Regions from separate parts of the Mus musculus genome. Here region 1 is linked to region 2. A link is a contact called in public Micro-C data. All regions are on one chromosome and are shown on one strand. Each heading gives the region's core, a stretch centred on a gene start, on an enhancer-like site or on the middle of the called end of the contact. The rest is flanking DNA. Distances are from core to core; before and after follow the strand shown.

Region 1 (3,214 bases), core at 352-2,851, about 15 Mb before region 2:
GTTGTGAGTGGTGGAGCGAGTTCAGAGAGTAGGCGTCGGGAGTGACCGCCGGGTGGCTGTGCTGGAACTCGTAATGGAAGGACTGGTGGTGGAGCGGGGTGTACTGGTGGTTAGTGGAGAAGTAGGGGGACGCAAACTCGGTGCCGGTGGTAGAGTAAGTTAAAGGAGAGGAGGAGGAATAGGCAACCGTGGAATTGGCTACGGACTCCAGACAGCCAAGCTGCATCAAACGGTAGCTGTTTGATCCGTCGTGACGTATCTGGAAGGAAGAGGGGGAAAGGGGAGAGCAGAAAAACTTGAGGTTTGTCATTTTGCAACCAAGGCGCCACTCTCCCAGAGTCGGGAGCTTTCCCTGTCTCTCCCTAGGAGGAGAGAGCGCGCTGGGCTTCCGGAGAGCAGCCGGACTCAGTGAGTGCCTTCACCAAGCAGACTTCGCTAACAGTTGAACTGGGGGTGGGCGGCCTCGTCTTCACAGTGGAGAGAGCGGGGTGGGGTGGGGGGAATCCCCCACCCTATATAGGTGCGGGCGACATTACACATGCACACACAGTCAGACAGACAGACGGACAGACACACACACACACTCAAATACACTCACACCCTTCAATTCTCAACTTGTGCCTGGAGCTAGGCGTTGGGAGTCAGGTTTGCAGGTGACTGGGGGCTTAGGGGAGCAAGAGAGTCCACATGCAGAAAACGCTAGGATGCACATCGCTACTCCAGCCAGACCCTAGCACCGAAATGCCTCCTGGCCATGCGGAGGTGTTCAGCCTGAGCTGCTAAAAAAAAAATAAATAAATAAAAGGATCACCGTCCACAAATATAAAGGTATATATACATGTACATTAAAAATCCCAGTCCGTGCAAATTGTTCAACTTGCTCGCCCCCATAGCCACTTGTGTGCCATTTCTTGAATAAACCCCTTCTGAAAGGGATGCGCTGCGTTCTTCCCCCCCACCCCCCAACCCCCACGTCCACCTACTGTCCCTCATCAGTCCCCTTTCTTTGCTTTTCGGAGAATCCTTTCTGTGTCTCTAGCTTTCTCCTCGTCCCCACTTATTGTTAGGATTATGCTTCTCCCTCATTACTGCAAATGGTGCTTAACTTGGAGGAGAGTTGCCCTCCCTGCGACAGATGTCATAACGAACTTTCTCCCGTTCCCTTCCGTAACTTCTCCCGAAAGCCAGATTATAATTAAACGTAACGGTCCAATATAGATTAGAGGCAGGGGAAGCTGCCACCACCACCGCCACCACCACCGCCGCCGCCACACACTCACACACTCACGCGCGCGCGCTCACACACACACACAAAAAAGTAATAATACCTCCGCATCGTGGACTAGTCCGGGAAAGGTAGTTGACATGATGGGTTTCTCCAAAAGCTTACGATGCAATTTCCCCCTCCAAAAAAAGAATCAGGAAAAAAAAATCCAAAACTTCTTGTATTTTCCAATTTTTTTTAAAGGAAGAAAAAAAATGTTCCGTAGATAGAGATCTAAACTGTAATGGTTTTGCCCGGATCAGATAGCTCCTTGCCTCGTACCCACTTAAAAAACCTGTAGGAACAAAATTTTCCCTCTGCACAAAAGCAGCTCCCTGGAACAGATTTTGTACTTGCTGAGAATTTCTTTGGCTGATGTCGTAGGTCCCTTGGTAATATAGAAGTTTTGAAAATTAAGCATCAGCAGTGAGAACGGGGAGGACAATAGGCAGAAGAGATTTATCCCATGAGACAAGGAATAAATATTGTATCTTCGCCTAATAAGGAACTGGGGGTTCTTTCAACATTTTTTATCCATTTTCCACAACCTTTATCATGCTTTTCTATACCGACTGAGGTGAGGACGCATCTCTGCAGAGAGCATTTACACATTTTTATTGCGAAGATAGAAATCTATCCCCAATACATGCAGCTTACAGACAGAAACATATATTAATTAAACCTTTCTTTTACATGACTGGGCATTTGTTCCTATTGGTTCCACTCCCTGGATGTTGAAAGCTGATCTTTTTTTCCAACAGGCATTGCAATCAGTCTTGCCCAGTTGGGATGTCTGCCTTCTTCCAAGTGAAAACAATACCCCTTTTCTCATATTTACATTGAATTTCTGTTCTTCGTCCTTGAAAGGCAACACCAGGTGGTGGCTAACATTTTTTTAAGCAGTTTTTAAGATAGATAATCATGATGGACAGTCCTAAGTTTCTGTTACAAAGAAGTAGGACAACTGGAAAAATGTATGAGAATAAAGATGTGTGAGGATATTGCACACTTAAGTAAATGTCTTTCACTCCCCAACCCAGCCTGTTTTCCCCCCTTTACTATTTTTCTTTTCCCTTTTCTTTTAAACAGTGTGATTTTTGTTTGTTTGTTTGTTTGGTTTTTTTATTTGTTCTCCTCTCTGTGTCCCTCTCTGTATCTGTCTGTCTGTCTGCCTGTCTCTCCTTATTTCTATTTTGGAAGGTGGGAGTGTGGACCATTCAACAACAGGAAGCAGTTATATTACCCCTAAAGGACCCCCAAATACTTGCATTACATTTACAAAGAGGGTGCTGGAAAGGGACAGGGAACAACAGCGCACACTGACACACACACACACACACACACACACACCTATTTCCATTTCTTCTAGGTTTCTCAACTTTCAAACAGTTTTAGAGTTATACTTCATCCAAAATTTAGGCTGATCCACTGAGTTATCTAGTGTCTTGAAGGTCTCTCTCTCTCTCTCTCTCTCTCTCTCTCTCTCTCTCTCTCTCTCTCTCTGTGTGTGTGTGTGTGTGTGTGTGTGTGTGTGATAGCAACAAGCTCAAGATATAGAGGCTATGCTAGGTTTTATCAGCAAACTTGCCTACTCAAGGGGGAAAAAAATAAAACACCCAAAACCTGGAGGGTTAGTTGGCCCCACCAGCTCATCTCAGAGATAGACAGGGTAATTCAGTCTTAATTGCTATTTCATTTGGTTCCCTTTTAAGTGTTTAAGCTGAGAAGGTGTCTTAATAATAAGCCGCAGGCAAACAGACATGTGGCTTTTTTTTTTTTTTTTTTTTTTTTTTGGTTGAGGGTATGGGAGGTTTTATTAGGGCATGCTCACACAAGGTACACAAGGTAGCCGGGCCTGTCACTCAGAGCTATTGGCTCTATACATAAGGACACATGACAAGAATTAAAATGCATTGTCTGCAATAGACATCCAAGATGCCTCACTTCCAC
Region 2 (3,331 bases), core at 799-3,298:
GATATTCTATTTTTTTTTTTTCTGAGACAGGGTTTTTCTGTGTAGCCCTGGCTGTTCTGAATTTCACTCTGTAGACCAGTCTAGTTCCAAACTCAGATGTGTCTGCTTCTGTGTCCCAAGTGCTGCGAGTGAGAGGATGTGACAGCACTGACCAGCAGAAACCCAGATAGTCTAAATGATACTTTCTCTTTTTCATTGCTGTACTTCTGGTATCAAAAGTATCATGACCCAGTTAATAAGAACATTTCATTCTTTTCCAAGGATCCTTAATCCATCACTACTGACTCCTTTATTTAATCCTTGTAAATTCCAATTTGTCTCTCATTATTTGTAAACATGGCACAGAAATAAATTCATAATAAGGCCTGTTATTGTTTCCTGCTAGAAAAATGATATGGTCTAAGAACCTTTGTTATGTGGCGTTAAGTCACTGAGTCGCTGCTCTTTTTTCACCAAAAGAGGACTGCGGGCATAGCGACTTCAGTAACTTCCAGGGCAGTTGTGAGGGTCAGATGAGGTAGGGAAACTGCATTGTAAACATTACCATGCTTATGAAGAAATTAATTTCAAAGATAACTTTCCAAATGCCCTAAAGACAGACATTTACTTTTGCATCATATAGCTACTTGTAAAATTATGTATGTGCATCTTCAGCCTGGCTTTCTTCGATAAAAGCATTAAGATAGCCGTGGGATTTAAACACCCAGTAATGTTGTGATTTCAGATGCAATTTGAATTATTGAAGGAGACGTGGAGAGAATATTACTCTCCAGAAGTCCTGTGACCCAGACATATGAGCCTTTAAGGTCTATGGAGATGGTCCTTACTGTTTCCACTTAGGAGTAAGAAGACCCAAGGATTAATCTGGACATTCTATTATTCGTAAGTATGTAGTCAAGGCTGGAAAGCCCTGTGATCCAGGATTGAAAGGTGTAGTGAACGGAAGACCCTGTGTTGCTATGAACTTGTTGGCATGTTCACCAAATGGGTAGAGTACAACATTCAAGTAACCCAGCTGAAACCCCGGAAGGCTTCCTAACTCTTCCCTCTTGTTTTTAAGCTTTGGAAGCTAAATTAGGTTCAGGTTAGAAATCTGTTATGCTTGAAGCGCATACAGGAGGTAATGAGTGCTGTCAGGAGTGGCAAGTCCTATTTAACTTTGATCATTTCCATGATCACAGAGCACATACCTTGCCCTAACCAACAATCTGGCGCCATGCAGTTAATCCTGATAGGGGATCTTGGGAGCAGAGTTTTCTGGATGGAAAGGCACCTATTGCCTCTGCTACAAAACCAAAGCAAACTCAACGAAACAACTCAATGTGCTTGACCCACTGTGTAGTCATCATCACTTTCACAGTCCAGGAACGGAGTATTACAGGATCATAGACTGAGCTGGATATTAATAAATCAGAGAAGAAGACTAAGGATGCCACACTGGGCATCCTGGGAAGCAGTCCTACCCAGTTTGCTCTCTGGAGAGAGTGCAAGTGCTCTGCTCACAGTGACAGGCCAGACTGCAAGGCGAGGATTGCCTTTCTCCAAGGAAGCCCGTCTTCCCTAGGGTGTGGTACTACTAGGCTACAGCAGCCATCACCTTTATAAAAACCCAAGCCATATTTGAATTGTCTTTAAATTTCAAGGAAGAGGACAAAGAAATGTGAGCAAGGCTTCATTCCTAGCTCTCAGACTACCGTCCCAAGAGAACCTGAGGTTCCATGGAGCAGGAATAAAGAGGAGTCCTTACTTCGTCTGGGGAACACAGATGGGGTATGGGTTCTAAGAAACATTCCCGACCGGTTACTGAGCTGGGAAGTGGAGCGGGAGCAGTTTACTTCCTGCTTCGCCGCGGAAAAACTCAGCTAGGGCCGAGCGGGAAGGAGGACGTGGTCTCCGAGTCGCCAGCTGCTAGGGTGGGGTTTCGGGGCACGATTAGACAGAGATTCGGACAGTTACGTGAGACCCCGCCCACCCAGGATGCACGCTCCCAACGGTGTGCGGAATGAGCCCCCGAAGTTAATCTTGGGGTCAGACGTTCTCAGCTCTCACGGGAGAGGCTAGCAAAGCGAAGATTGCAGGGTCTGGCCTGAATGTTCTGGGCCACCGTGGGGGCCGGTGATCACTGTCTTTCTTGCCACTCTTTCCTCTCAAGTTCCCGAATTTCCATCTCCACCTCCGACCCACTGGGGACTGACCAGGGACTGGAAAGAGCGCGAAAGGTATAAAGGGGAGAAGAGACTGCGCCTTTTGGTGCCCGGGTGAAAGGTGCCAATCGACCGCATCGCTCTGCGTGGCCCTACCTGGGAGGTGCGGAGCCCGGGGCACGACGCTCGGTGTTCTCAGAGGCAGACTCTGAGGCACGTATTTTAGACCGTCCAGTGGTACTATTGTCTCTGTTATCTTAGAGTCCGCCGGGGGCTGTCTCCGTGATGACAGCCCACGCTCCCTTTTCCGCCCTCATGAACTTGCTCTCCACAGACCACGGATCTGCTTGAGTGCCCACGGATCCTGTGCAATTGGACTTGAATGTCCTTTAACAGGCCTTGGCCATCAGAACACCAAAACCATAAAACCTTCGAGAAATCAACCACTCACTCTGAGGCTCGCTGTAGAAGAGTGGCTTAGACTCTCCCACTTCGGAGTCCCAGTTGATCACCAACCCGCTTGCTACAGGCCCCAAATGGTTACGGGCACAGCTTCTAGTTACATTAGACGCTTCCTTGCCCCAGCCTTTCGAGCCTCAGGTCTGCTTTGGGGATGTGGCTTAGGCAGTAGCCACCTAGAAATCCTGCACTGTTTGAGTGTGATACCGCTGCGGACTACAGCAGACAGGCGTGCCAGGCTTCTAGTCCAGATACCCACCCCCACCCCAGTAAATCTCTAGTGTTGAGGGAAGCAAGGCTTGCAGGAAGCCGCTCCGGATGTTTGCTTCTTTACTTGTGGCATTTGTGGCTGGCTTTGATAACGTCGTGAGCTCGGCTTCCAACACCCATTTAGTGAAGAAACTGAAATATGGCCCACTCACACTGCTGGCGGGTCTGAAGTGCGGTTGGCCCCAACACTCCTCCCAAAGTATCTATCAAGAGAATGGTCAGCAGAAGTTAGATCTAGGTAAGAGGACGGGAAGGGGGACTAGTCTTGGGAAAGCGCCACATTTCCTGGTAGATTTGTTAAGTAAAGTGCTATCTAGGGACTCCAGGGGAGGCTGTTTTAAGGAACGGGGAAGAGCCCAAAAGTGGTCGCTTGGACTCCTACTGTGTTTGTGCTTTCCCTCAGAAAGATCAGTTGTTAATCTTCAGGGATGCTTGTAAATAACGCTGCCTCCCCATCC

What was found. Hi-C and Micro-C count contacts between places; a contact is called where the count stands out from the background.
Region 1: a Micro-C map of embryonic stem cells shows a contact between it and region 2, with 14 times the contacts expected there. The contact joins the promoter of Tfap2d here to the promoter of Sox17 in region 2. A contact is called at or near these places in 5 of 39 promoter capture datasets (cranial neural crest, embryonic stem cells, maxillary cranial neural crest and 1 more) and 5 of 484 Hi-C or Micro-C datasets (cerebellum and embryonic stem cells).

The regions. Positions count from the first base shown.
Region 1 is chr1:19,101,409-19,104,622 of GRCm38.p6, reverse strand. It overlaps Tfap2d (transcription factor AP-2, delta), which reads right to left and starts at 1,601. Exons shown (of 8, transcript NM_153154.3): 1 at 1,329-1,601; 2 at 1-259. The coding sequence starts at 1,367. The region is part of intron 1 of Gm15825 (predicted gene 15825); the gene reads left to right.
Region 2 is chr1:4,496,071-4,499,401 of GRCm38.p6, reverse strand. It overlaps Sox17 (SRY (sex determining region Y)-box 17), which reads left to right and starts at 2,048. Exons shown (of 5, transcript NM_011441.5): 1 at 2,048-3,111.